Linked DNA regions of Mustela erminea: region 1 is linked to region 2. Evidence: chromatin contacts called from public Hi-C data. All regions are on one chromosome and are shown on one strand. Each heading gives the region's core, a stretch centred on a gene start, on an enhancer-like site or on the middle of the called end of the contact. The rest is flanking DNA. Distances are from core to core; before and after follow the strand shown. Region 1 holds the start of WDR17 (WD repeat-containing protein 17). Region 2 holds the start of SPCS3 (signal peptidase complex subunit 3).

Region 1 (7,260 bases), core at 1,262-3,761, 210 kb after region 2:
ACGGCATTGCCACGAATGGGTGAGTAAACTGGTGATTCAGTAATCTGATAAACTGTCACCTTTCTGGAATATACCAGATTTCAATAAATTCTGGAATATAGGAAGGAAATGTGAATCCTTCAAAACTGTTTGAATTTCATTTTGGTCTTCATTTCAGAGGTTAGGCAAAAAAAAATTAGGTAGTCTAGAGAATTTGAACAAATGTTATTGATCGTGATAACCTAATCACTTATGTTGGACTTCTATTAACTACCAGGGTAAAACAAAGAAAAATACAACTATTCCTAATTGTCTCTGAGTGATTTAAAAACCACCACTGGCTCCTCTGTGCCCAAGCTGAGGGCTAGAGGTAGAGACTAGAGAAAATAACAAAAACATTCTAGCCTTCATAGTCCCTCTACTGGGGGCAGGGGATTTAACAACATTTTTTTCCTAAGCTAAATTAATTTGTGACTTTCTAATATATGGAATTATTATGTAATGAATGAGTAACAGAAAATTTTAGCACACCAATATTTAGTAATAACGAATGAAGAACTTTTAAACTTTCGAGTAAATATACTTGATTTTTTTTCTCCACAGATACCCACAGTTCTTTACATATTTTTATAAATACTAGCACAGGAGAAAAAATCAAATCTATATAATAACATTCAAAGAGCCATTTTAGTATAAAGTTAACGGAGCTCACTTAAAATACATGTTTTTTATGTTGCATATAAGAAATAAATACAGTGCCCATTATATTTTGGGCTGTTCAGAGGGAACGAATGAATGAATGAATGAATGAGGATTTTTCTTTCCTTGTGTGCCCTTTGAAACAGACCATTGGTTTATTCCAATTGAGAAGACATCTCAAGAGCTCTTAATGATGACTTAAAACTAGCATTTGTGCCATCAAACTATAAACAATACAGTAAAGTATTTACTATTTCCCAAAATTTTGAGTTAACTGACAATTTTTCATAGTCACTTAATTTCTACTTTAATTTTAGATCACAGAACAGTAAAGACTGTCAGACCACTTGGCTCAGATTCCTGCCTTCATACAGATAAGACATAACTATGCCCATTTTCTTGCATACTTAAGCCAGTGAGACAGAATCTCAAAAGGACATTAAAAAGTGTTTTTTCGGGCGCCTGAGTGGCTCAGTGGGTTAAGCCGCTGCGTTCAGCTCAGGTCAAGATCTCGGGGTCCTGGGATCAAGTCCCGCATCAGGCTCTCTGCTCAGCAGGGAGCCTCCTTTCCCCTCTCTCTGCCTGCCTCTCTGCCTACTTGTGATCTCCGTCTGTCAAATAAATAAGTAAAATCTTAAAAAAAAAAAAGTGCTTTTTCCATAGTGGTTGTAATCACCATAAGCCCAGCATCAGCTCCCCCCAAGCAGGGTAGTGAGAATATCCCAAACCTGTTGTGTTGTATGATAATCACGGGGAGATTATTCTCTCACTACTGATGAGACCATTCCTGGAGACACATCTGTGAGAGAGAGATAGGGATACCTAAAGAGAATTTTATAAATTCACCGAATTTTAAACTTTAAATTTAAATTTTCTACAGAATTTACTCTGTAGAGAAAACCTAAAGGTTTTTAAAGTAACCTGAGGTTACTTAAACTATTCAAGAAGGACTTCTAACTTTGGTTATAAAACCTGGGAGGGAAAACGCGTTCCTCTCAGGGGTGTTCCCGAAATGCTCAGTGCAAGATTCAGAAACGGTCACTCTCTCTTCAAGCCCTCGTTCAAGACTGCCATCAGTCAATCAGCCAGGAGAAGTTACAAACACAAGTGGTACACAAAGTGGTCACTACATTTCATTCACATCCATTGCTTTTAAAAGAGTAAAAGTCATCTTAAGTTTGGCTCCTTTTAATATTTGCAGACAAAAATCTGGGAGGGTGTGGAAAAACAGGAAAGACTGTATTTTTTATGATTTACCAAACACTATTGCTCTCACCTTCAATACTGTCCTTTTCTGGTACCCACTTCCGTCTCACTCAAAGCCTTCTCGGTACAACCTAGTAAGACCATCTCCCAGAGGGTGGGAAATCTACACACAGGTGCCCGGCGGGCATACAGTCCGGACTCCGGACATGCATATACTTAATTACCTTAAAAATCAGAATAATGGTCAGTTCACAGTGCAGGGGCAGCTCAGGTGTCCAGACACACGCTGGCTGCTGCTTGTGCCTCGTGATCATCAGGTGCGTGACCCTAAAACTCCGGGGAGTCACGCATCGGGCTGTCGTGCGCAAAGCCCGGGAGGGCGTGCAGCACGCGCTCTGCTATCCTCACGGGCGCGGTGACACGCCCGCTCCCGCGACGCCACGCCGCCTCCAAGACCCCTCTTCACGCCTGCGCCAGCCCCCCTTTCCCCCGGCGCCCCGCGGCCCCTTACCTGGAAAAGGCGGCGACCGCAGCTGCGAACAGCGGGAGGTGCTGATGCGGGCGCGGCGGCGGCGCGAGCACGGCCCGAGCGCTCCCCAGCCTCCCCCGCGGCGTGCCTCGGGCTCCGGGGGCGGGGCGGCGGGACCGCGGGTTCCGTGGGGCGGGGAGGCGGCTCCTAGCGCCGGACCTAGCGCCCGACTCTCCTGGGCCCGCCCCCGCGGGCCACGTGACAGACATGCCGGTCCCTGATTGGAGCGCCCGGCTGGGAGGCGGTGGCGACTCCCGACCCGCGGAGACGTGTGTGCGGGAGCTTGGTTACCTAGCAACGGGGAGTCTGCGCGGAGGACGCGGTTCCCGGGCATTGGGCGGGGCTGCTGCGGAGTTTACCGGGAGGCCCAAAGTGAAGGAAAGCGGCGAACCCCCAGCGTTCCCGGAACCGGACGGTTGCCACATCCTGCGTCTGCACTTCCGAGGAGAGGGAGTCAAGCCCGCAGTAACTCGGGGCGTCTCCTGGAGCGGCGCGCAGAGGGCGGCGAGCCTCCGAGGAGGCCAGGCTGCCCGGCTCTGGGGCTGTCACCCCCTGAACCGCTATGAGTGCCCGGGGCTGTTTGTCTGAGTGGGCTCAGCTCGCGGGGGGACCCCTTGGAGGCAACCATTTGTCTTTATTAGAGGAGTTATGTGCAGTTAATATACCTGCCTTCAGTGTGTGCAGAACATTTTCCTTGGGGAAGTCTGGTGCGGTGGAAATGCTGGGTACTGTGTTCATAATTTCTTCAGATCTCTGAAGTATCTTCACTGCTCACAGCCCTTATCAAACACACTGGCGACAACAAGCCTTCGTGCATTCCGGGACAAAGTGTATTTAAGAACATTCACTGAGCTTTAATGCTAGGTTAGACTCTGGATTGTTAATAAATTAATTCCTCCGGCCAGGGAAATTCTCTGGGCATAATCTCTACCCACCTGTGCCATAAGATTTTTCTCCTCTTTTCTTCCAGAGTATCCTCTGCAGACCATACCCTACCACAGCACTTAATATTCTATTTTGCAGATTAAAATTTATTTAAAGTTGCCTCTCCACATAGACAGTACACTTGCTTGAAAACTGGAATCCATTTTCACAGCTCATGCCTACATTCTTTTTTTTTTTTTGTATCCTATTTATTTGACAGATCAGAAGTAGGCAGAGCAGCCAGCAGACAGGAGGAAGCAGGCTCCCCACCAAGCAGAGAGCCCAATGCTGGGTTCCATTCCAGGACCCTGGGATCATGACCAGAGCTGAAGGCAGAGGCTTAACCCACTAAGCCACCCAGGCGCCCCTCACGCCTGCATTCTAACAACGTGCTTGGTGAGTAGCAGATCTTTAATAACCGATGAGTGGATGGATGGATAAATAAATTAGCACATGACATAACAGTGAAAGTAGAGAGGGCAGCACTAAGTATGAGTCAAGGTAGGTTCTGAAATACAGTTGTGTAAAAGTCCTAGGAGAGGATTCCAGGTGAGGGAGGGAGAAATTTTCTCCCAGTGTATTCAGAGACACTTTCAATAAGGGTGATGTGTGAGGACGGCTGCTTGTCCTTCTCCCTCTCTTCCTTGTTCATGCTTGCTCTCTCTCTCTCTCTCAAATAAGTAAATAAAATCTTTAAAAAAGTGATATTTGAACAGGAATGAAAAAATAAATAGGTTTCACTTGAAGGAGAAGGGGAGCAGACATGTGGAGCAGAGACAGTGTGGCCCAAAGCACAAAATGGGGGAAACACATGACCGATTTAACAAGGCAACTTCTTTGCCTTGTCTGGAGGAGGGGAGACTGGATGTCTAAAGATAGGAGGGAAGAACGAAGTTGGTAAAAAGATTAAACTGGAAAAATAAGAAAACCAGATTGAGGAAGATATTGGACTTCCTGTTTAGGTTAGACTTTAACCCCTAAAATCAGGGCTTGAGGAAGGATACCCTGGAAATGTTGGAGGTGAAAGGGGTACAGAGAAATGAAAAGCATGGTGGATTAGGAGAAAATGCAGTAGTTCATGAAAAAGATGCTAATGGCCTGAATTAGGACAACAAAAATAAGAATGAGGAAGAGGGAAATTGTAAGGAACATTTTGGGGAGAATAGACTAACATTTTCATTTACCACTGATATTTGCCGGGCACAGTGCTAAATAGTCGGTAATACACATGAAGAGAAAGAGTTGTCAAGACAAAATGTCTAGCTTGGCCCTTTAGTTGGATAGAAAAGTCTTTTACGTCTCATTTATTCAAAATTGCTCCAGCCCTCCAGTTAGGAATCATGAAAGTAAATGAAACATTAAAAAGTATCTGGTTATGAATTCACAGTTTAAAGATGAAGGTGCTGAGGCCTGGAAAGCCATAGAAGTTGTCAAGCCCAGACAGCTATGTTAGTAGCAGAACTGATGTCATGAGCCCCGATTCCCAGCTGAGTTCGCTTCTCCCTTTTATGTGACTTGGTTCATTGGTTTTAAAAGGGAAATTCAGGGGCTCCTGGGTGGCTCAGTCAGTTAAGCATCTGCCTTTTGCTCAGGTCAGGATCCCAGAGTCCTGGGATCGAGCCCCTCTGTAGGCTCCCTGCTCAGTGGGGAGTCTGCTTCTCCCTCTGTCCCTCTACCTGTTCCTGCTCTGTGTCTCGCTTTCTCTGTCACAAATAAATAAAAATCTTCTAAAAAATAGATAAAATAAAAGGGTACTTTAAACAATCACAAATATAGTTAGATCGAGAACCCAGAGAAACAATATAACCTAATTCCTAAGGGAAAGATCTCTTTACTCTGATTTTCATTCTTTATTCAACAAATATTTAATGTGATGTTCTCATCACACAGTGAAAAAAGTTGTCAGTCATTCTGGCTGACTGGTAGTTTCAGGGCAATCCTTAGTTCATTTAACACTTAGAGTACACAGAGTTCTTCAGGATGAAATTTAAAGCACAATAATTAGGGGACTCTAATAAGTCCGGTCAATTCATTTTCAAGGTGAGGTGTGGTCTTTGAGGGCAGTGGCTTTGAAAAGGTAGTCAGTGCTATTTAATGTGGCAAGTGTCTTCTGAGTGGGTGTGGTTTTTTTTTTTTAAGATTTTATTTATTTATGACAGAGACAGCGAGAGAGGGAGCACGAGCAGAGGGAGCTGGAGAGGGAGAAGCAGCCTCCTAACCAGAGAGCCTGATGTGGGGCCTGATCCCAGGACACTGGGATCATGACCTGAGCCAAAGCAGATGCTCAACAACTGAGCCACCCTGGTGCTCCTTTAATGGATATTCTAAATAAAAAACCAACCAGGAAAGACTTTTTACACTTAAATTTTTAGAAAAGTAAGCCAAAATGCTTTAGATTCACTTTTTAATAAAAAGCCCTTTCACGCTATTTTTTTTTTAATTTTTAAAAAAGATGATTAGAGAGAAAGAGAGCACAGGGGGAGGGGCGGAAGGAAAGGGAGAGAGAGAATCTCAAACACAATCCATTCTGAACGTAGAGCCCGATGTGGGGCTCAGTCTACAATCCTCAGATCATGACCTGAACCAAAATCAAGAGTCAGACACTTAACTGACTGAGCCACCCAGGAGCCCCTCACACCAGTTTTAATGTAAAAATGGTAAGAGAACAGAAACAAGCATGACAAAAAAAAGCTGATCCAACTGTATATTAACGATGTAGAGAACTGAATACTTAAAAGCTTACTATATGCAAACACACTTTTAAAACTTGAAATGGCTTTTAAAAAATATACTTCTAGGGACGCCTGGGTGGCTCAGTTGGTTAAGCAGCTGCCTTCAGCTCAGGTCATGATCCCAGCGTCCTGGGATCGAGTCCCACATCGGGCTCCTTGCTCAGCAGGGAGCCTGCTTCTCCCTCTGCCTCTGCCTGCCATTCTGTCTGCCTGTGCTCACTCTCTCTCCCTCTCTCTCTCTGATAAATAAATAAAATCTTAAAAAAAAATTACTTAAAAAAATATACTTCTATAATTTTGCTATTAATGTGTGTATATATACATATACATAACATATATAAAATATATATATATAACGTATATGAAATGAACATTTCTGTTACTATGAAATGTATTACCTATCTTACATCACTCTGGACTTTATGAGATACCAAAATGTCTTAAAATTAATTAACCAATAATTTCATAAAATTTGAGATTTTATCTCTAGAGTAATATTGATTGAATCTTTTAAAATTTTTAAATTATAAAGTTTTTAAAGAAGGAAATACAGAGAACACTACAATAAACATTTGTACTTAGCAAAAGGTAGGCTTCTGTCATATTTGTACCAAGTCTTAAAAAAAAACATGAACTGGATAAAGTAAAATCATACCTTTTTTCTCTTATCAATGGATTATGTTGCATCTAGTTAGATGTAACTAATCTAACAGATTAACATACATTCTAATTTGTTTCCTGTCATTATTTTTTTAATTTTATATGTATTGGTATGTGTGATTATAATTTGTTCATTTTGATTGACCTGGATCTCAGTGTACAAATATATGGTCACAATGTATTTATCTATTGAGAGTTTAAGTTGCGTGAACTTTTCTGTATTGCAAAATGCAGCGAAACTCCTTGTATGTGTGCTTGTCTATGAGTTTCTCAGACCACGAAGTGGGTTTGCTGGGTCATGATATGTGTGTACCTCCCCCATTTTTGCCATAACCAGCAGTATATAAATGTTTTTCCTGCCCCATATCCTCACCAAGTTTACATTTCCAGTATTTTTAATCTAGTAAATACAAAATGGCATCTTCTTATCATTTAAGTATATATTTCCTAAATTTGTTGAAATGGAACATCTTTTCTTGTTTACAAATTATCCATTTCCTTTGATTATTTTTTCTTTATTTGTTTAACTTT
Region 2 (6,321 bases), core at 2,624-5,123:
CAGCAAACAACTTCTAAATCAATCTTATTCTTAATTATCCACAGCAATACTAATACTAAAATAGAAAAAAGAGAGGTGGCTCAGAAACATACTGAGACACTAGTTTAATAAAAACACAAAAAAGACAAATAGATTATAAAATCTCATTTCAAAATAAAAAAAATGTGTCAGTGAGATTATTAGCATCATTCCCCTGTGCCTCTAACCATGATTTAATAAGAAAGTAACAGAACAATACAAAATTTAGCTTTCTGTAACATTAGCCAAGTCTAAAACAAAGAAGATTTAATCTTTGATGCATATTCAATTCCATGGAAGTTCTAAAGTATAACCAATCATCATAGTTTAAATTTACTGACAGACAAACATGAATCAGCTCATGTAATTAAACGAAATATAATAAATGTTCATGTTGCTTTTGAGCCCATGCCAACGGAGATCAAAATGTCTCAGTCCACAAAGTGCTTTGGTAAGAATATGCAGCTGAACGTCAATCCGATTTCCTCAGCTTACCAGAGTGCAAAAAAATATTCACAATGATTAATTACAAGACCGGTGTTACTGCAAAATGAAATGAATTAAGTGTCTGGATTTTATTAAGTATCATATGTAAATGGCTAAGTCATTTTATTACACGCCTTTATACATACTGACAGCAACATGGTCATTATACTCTGCTTTTAGAACTGAAGTCTAAGAATAGCTCTTTACAAAAAAAAGGCCCAATTTCAAGTCTTAGCAGCAGCATTAAGAAAAACTACAAATGATGAGATTGAGAATATGTAAGTACAATAATTGAGATGTCAGGAAATTTCACTGTAATTCTCCAGATAAAGTTACTTTACGGAAGAGATCCAAACTCCCTCTTACCAGACTGTTTTAAAATGACACAAAAACTTAAAAGCTGATATACCAAGTTTCCCATAGGCCTCTTCTGACAGTTACACTATCTCCTCACAAAGTGCCTAGAGAACTAATTTCTAGTCTACTTCTAAACCCAACACTTTATTTCTAAAAAATCAAGTTAAAGTAATTCCATGGCAGTCAAGAGCCCTATCAGGTAAACTCCCCGGGTTCGTCATCTGCTCCGACTGTTGAGACAGTGGCTTTACAGAAGTCCGGACAGTGCAATCACCATAGCCAATTTTAATCCTGAGGTCTTAAAAAGGTAGGTGTGATCAGACGAGATGGCAGAGAACAATGCTGCCAACATATTAATCTAAGACCATAAAAGATTACATTGGCCAAAATGGACAGTTATCAAATGGTGGAAATTCAAAAGAAAAAGATTAAATCATTCCCATTTTAAAGTAACTCTTATAAACGTTAAGATTTCTCTTGACTCTCATTATAAAAGTACTTATTAAAAAAACCATAACGGCAAAATTCTAATATGGTTTGCAAATAACCATACTGATATTGAACTTCTAAACCTTAACAGATGACAATTAACTTTTTTAACATATGTTTCTCTCTGCTATCATGAAATATGGATATATTACTTGGTATTGTACATAAAATAATCAATCTAAGAAGGCTGAGCACTGCTAACAGTTCTCTTTCTATAATCCAATCGACCTGATTCTATTTTTTTCTTTCTGAAATATTCAAACTCTCTTCAAGCTTTCAATCTGTTTAACGTTTCTGTGAAAAGTTTTAAAATCTGTTCACAAAATAATAACTGAAGAATCCATAAATAAATTTTCTCAAGTGTGAATGAGGAGATATTAAAACTATTTTACTAATGGAAATACACCTATAGAAACTTCTAAAGTCTGACTGATTCAGGGGATAGTGAGACTACTGTACCTCCCCCCAAATCACTAAACAAAACGTATATCATTATACCAGTACAGAGAAGGCAATAAAATATTTTCTTAAAGGATATCAGCAGTTATATCAAATGTAATGAATCCCAGATCACTTCTTTCTCTAGGTCCAGTGAAGTCTTCTACATTTTTTCTAAAAATAAAGACAAAAGTTTTACCATTCTTCAAACATAACAGCACATACAATTCACTCAGTTCCCTAAAGTGAAACACAGGAGCTTGGAGGCACAGGTGGAACAGCAAGAAGTAAAAAATCAGAGAAACTTACAAGTGGGAAAAGAGGATAAAACTTTTAATCCTGTATAAAAATTAGGTCTGTAGCTACAGCATAAACCTTAAAAGAGAATCCCCAGCAAAATAGGGGGCAGAGTGTGAAAACTGCTCCAAGGGAGTGTGAACACCTGCTGTCAGTGAGTCTGGTGGCGGAAGGTCACAGGGGTGCGGGAAAATGAAGACGAATGGTAAGTGCTGCTGTATTTACCGAGTGCTTCCTGTGTGTCTGGGAGGCCCAACAGTGAATTTTTCGTAATTATGTCAAATAATCCTCACAACAAGCCTACGACTTGGGTATTATTTCTATTCTTAAAAGGAAATTAAGGCCCAGGACGATAAGAAACTTGCTCAAGATTAACAACAGCAAAAAGTGCCGGCGTCTACTTGAACCTAAAACCCGGTATCCCGCAAGCAGCAGGAGGGGGAAAGGTGTGCAGGGCGGGGGTGGCATCTGGAAGCGGCATTGCACAGCAGAGGAGCTCTTCGATGACTGGCTCGTCGGAGACTCCGACTAAGACGTCTAGAAAACTACGGCTGAAGAACGAGTGAACCTGATGCGAGATGGAACAGAGAAGATCTGAGAACGGGGTGGGGGGGGGGGGAAAGAAAAAGGAAAAAAAAAAAAAACACCTACGTATCAAAAAACGTGCCGGCGAACACAAATGACCGAGGCGACATAAAGCCGGCATATGGAAATGACAACGTCATTCTGAAATAAATCCCATTTGGGGCATTTTCGCAGAGGTCTTCAGCCCGCGGATCTTCAACCGGCCGCGGCGCGGACCCGAGAGCGGGGCTGTCGCTCACTCTCCCGCCAACTTCAAAGCGGCTGCGAGTCCGCGCCGCCCGGAAGGAGGCAGCGCCCCCACGAAGGCAGAGCCCCCGAGGGAGGCAGCCCCCCACAGCCCCGCGAAGGCGGCCGGGCGAGAACCGCGGAAGGCCCGCACGCGGGGCCGAGTCCGGTCTGAGAGGGCAGCGCCGAGGCGCGGCGGCCGGCGAGGAGCGGGGAGCGGGGCGCGGGGGCGCGGGGCCGGGGAGCGGGGAGCGGACCGGGGAGCGGGGGCGCGGAGCCGGAGGCGCGGGGCCGGGGAGCGGAGCCGGGAGCGGGGAGCGGGGAGCCGGCCCGGGAGCCGGCGGGCGGGCGGCGGCGCGGCTCCGCTGTTGTGTTGCTCCCTCATTGGCCGGCGCGGGCGGGGGAAGTGAGGAACAGGAAGGAAGCGGAGGCACCGGCCTGAGGAACACTCAAAATTAAAATTTAAGAGCAAGCCCGGGAATTCGCGGCGGAGGGGTGGGAGTTCGAGGGGAAGCCGGGAAGCCGCGACGTCCACCGGGGCGTCCGTCCTCGAGGGCGCCGGCCGCGGAGGAGCGGCGGGGCGGGGGGAGGGGTCCCCCGGGGCGGCGCGGACGCCCTGCCCGCGGCGGCCCGGCCTCGGCGCCCACCCCGGCCCGGTCCAGGCGCCCCGCCCCGCCGGCCGGGCCTCCGCCGCACTCACAGCATGATCCGCGAGACGTGCAGCCGCACCGGGACGCTCCTGTCTTTGAAGGCAGTGGTGATGAAGCAGCCGAAGGTGAGCGCCGCCATCACGCTCAGCGAGAAGGCGAACAGCGAGTTCGCCCGCGACAGCACCGTGTTCATCGCGACCGTCTCCCGGGAGCCCCGTTCCGCACGCACACCAGGGACCCCGCTCCGGCCCCGGACCGGCTCCCTGCGATCCGCGCCGCCTGCGCCGCGCGCGTCCCGGGAGCGCGCGCCGCCACGGCCCCGCCTCCTTTCCGGTCCTCCAACGCCGGCGAGCGCGCGCGCACCCGCCTCCCCGGACACACCCACCCTCCCGGCCTATCGCCGCCACCAATCAGCGACGAGCAAGGAGGGGTGGGGTTTCTCCGCGGAAGGCCCGCCCCCTGCCCTAGCTTCCTCTCCTCCGGCCCCCCAGGCTCGCCTACCCCGGTTTCTTGGTCCTTCAGCATGGTGGTCAGCCCCGAGGCTTCTTCAGCGCTACTGTCTTATTAATTTGCACTTAAATCCGGCAGCAAGGCCAGGTAGTTTGGAATGTATTCTGAGGCGTCGCATATGGAAGCAGCACTTCACATAACTCTTTCCCTTTGTCAAATCTGGTCAAAGTTGGAACAGTTTTTTGGAGGGTATGGGGCAGGGAGAAAGGCCTTCCAGGTCCCCAAAACCAGTTTGCCTTTCCTTTACTTTCCACGTCCAGCCTTAGTCCAGTTCCTACTAATGCTTCGCCTTCCAACTACAGACTAAACCTATTTTAAAATTGATGCTACCAAATTTGAATATTTGCATTTAATGGGGCATTTCTAATAACTAAAAGAATGGTTTCACTGGGTTTTTAGGATCAAAGGAGATAATTGCTATGGAATTGCTATACAGCACAATGTAGAGAAGTTTTAAATTAGCAAGCCATCAACACATGATGGCCTCACGTCTTGGCTTTGCACTCTGGTTCTTTATTCCCTGGGCCCTCCTGTCTTCAGACTTAGTTTTTGAATCTGGCCATTCAGTCCAATGCCTTTGGTCCTCCTGTGTACTTGACTATTTGCCTGCATGAAAAGGTAGCTCATTTGGTGACTGCTGCCTGCTCCTCATGACATGCCAGACTAGTCCACTGACCATCCTTGAGGGTTATCAGAAATTATACCAGGGACCATTGGTTCCTGAGGATCTATACCACACTCTCCCAAGGAAAATGAAGATCAAGGGGGCCCTTCCATGTTCCCTAGACAATCAAAGACATCCAAATTTGCTGGGATTCTTCTAATGGTTTAGGCAGTTAATGTCCAACTTCTCTGCTCACATCACCTAGACCCTATGCTTCTAGGAAAGTGAGAGAATGTTAGTGAAGCTTTTGGCATTTTCTTAGTTGAAGAACCTAATTATCCTTGCTCTTTCTGGCCTCCTCCAATTCACTCAGAGATGCATGGTTGAAACTATATCTTGTACATGGCCATGGTAAACATCTGGTCACTGGAGAACCCACATACATCCTGGGCATGCTAGTCCCACCTGAGTAATCAGCCTCAAGGTTGGCTTTGGGGAATTACCCTATTATAATACATTCAGACCACTGAAGCTCTAGGATAAGTAAGATCTGAAAATTCAGGCCATGCCTGGTGAGGTTTATTTCCTTCCTTAACTCATTTGAATAACCCTTATTCTAGTATATGTGCTGCCGAAGCGAGCACTAAATAACCCTTATTCTAGAAATGTTTCTAGATACCCACTGGCAAACAGAGCCAGCTGTTTCTGGAATGGAAATAAAAGGGGAAAATAGTTAAGGGAACTGTGTAGAAGGGTTAACATAACAGGTCTGAGACTTCTATCCTTAGAGGTACCTGCTTGCAAGATTTGCCCTTCGGCATCCTGCCTCTGAAGGCAGGGCTGATGAAGCAGCCGAAGACGAGTTCCACTTTCACACTCAGCGCTCAGCAAGAAGGCAAAGAGCCAGTTTGCCCACGACAGCACGGTGTTCACTGTCGCCCCCAGGCCCTAGGAAATTGGCAGTAAACAGTTCCCTGCACTGATATAAAACTTTTCCTAAATGATTAAAGTGACTCCCTGCACCGAAACTGTTAATTGAAACAATGTGGTTTATGCCAAACACCTGCTTTCCTTCTGGAAGTTTGGAATGGCAGACGGGGTCTATACAACCCTTCCCAAGTGCAAACCCTTGGCACTGAATCTAATGCTTCCTAGGAATTAAGCACATGCACTGCGATTCCAGCGGGAGAGAAGTCTTTGAAGCTTCCCTGGTTTCCTCCAGACTTCTTCCTGTGCACATTTTCCCTTTACTGATTTCACTTTGTAATCCTTTTACTGCAATAAACCTTGGCTGTGGGTGTGACTGTATTCTAAGTCCTGTGAGTCTTTACACAGCAAATCACCAACCTGAAGGGTTCTTGGGGAACCCTAACACAAGGACTATCTCCCGTTTCATAAATTTTAATATAAAAATGGCCTTAAGGATTTCTACCAAAATCTAAGAAAATTTAGCCCATTCTATTCTCTATGAGGAATAGTAAGAGCAGTAACTTTTTTTATGCTAAGTCTTATGATTGTGCTCTGTGTTTTGTTCAAGATGGTGTACTGCTTAAACATTTTGACCTATCATGCTTTGCATTTATTGTACCTGGTTTTCAGATTCTCTTCTCCTTTCAGTTTCCCGGTGCCTGTGGCAGGTCCTATATGTGCTCTTAACTCACA

What was found. Hi-C and Micro-C count contacts between places; a contact is called where the count stands out from the background.
Region 1: a Hi-C map of spleen shows a contact between it and region 2, with 2.7 times the contacts expected there. The contact joins the promoter of WDR17 here to the promoter of SPCS3 in region 2. A contact is called at or near these places in 2 of 3 Hi-C or Micro-C datasets (skeletal muscle and spleen).

The regions. Positions count from the first base shown.
Region 1 is chr21:33,080,891-33,088,150 of mMusErm1.Pri, forward strand. It overlaps WDR17 (WD repeat-containing protein 17), which reads right to left and starts at 2,512. Exons shown (of 32, transcript XM_032329119.1): 1 at 2,396-2,512; 2 at 1,407-1,477. It overlaps LOC116581633 (a long non-coding RNA gene), which reads left to right and starts at 3,686. Exons shown (of 3, transcript XR_004282142.1): 1 at 3,686-3,733.
Region 2 is chr21:32,871,515-32,877,835 of mMusErm1.Pri, forward strand. SPCS3 (signal peptidase complex subunit 3) reads right to left here and starts at 3,874. Exons shown (of 5, transcript XM_032328953.1): 1 at 3,596-3,874; 2 at 1,889-1,962. The coding sequence starts at 3,738.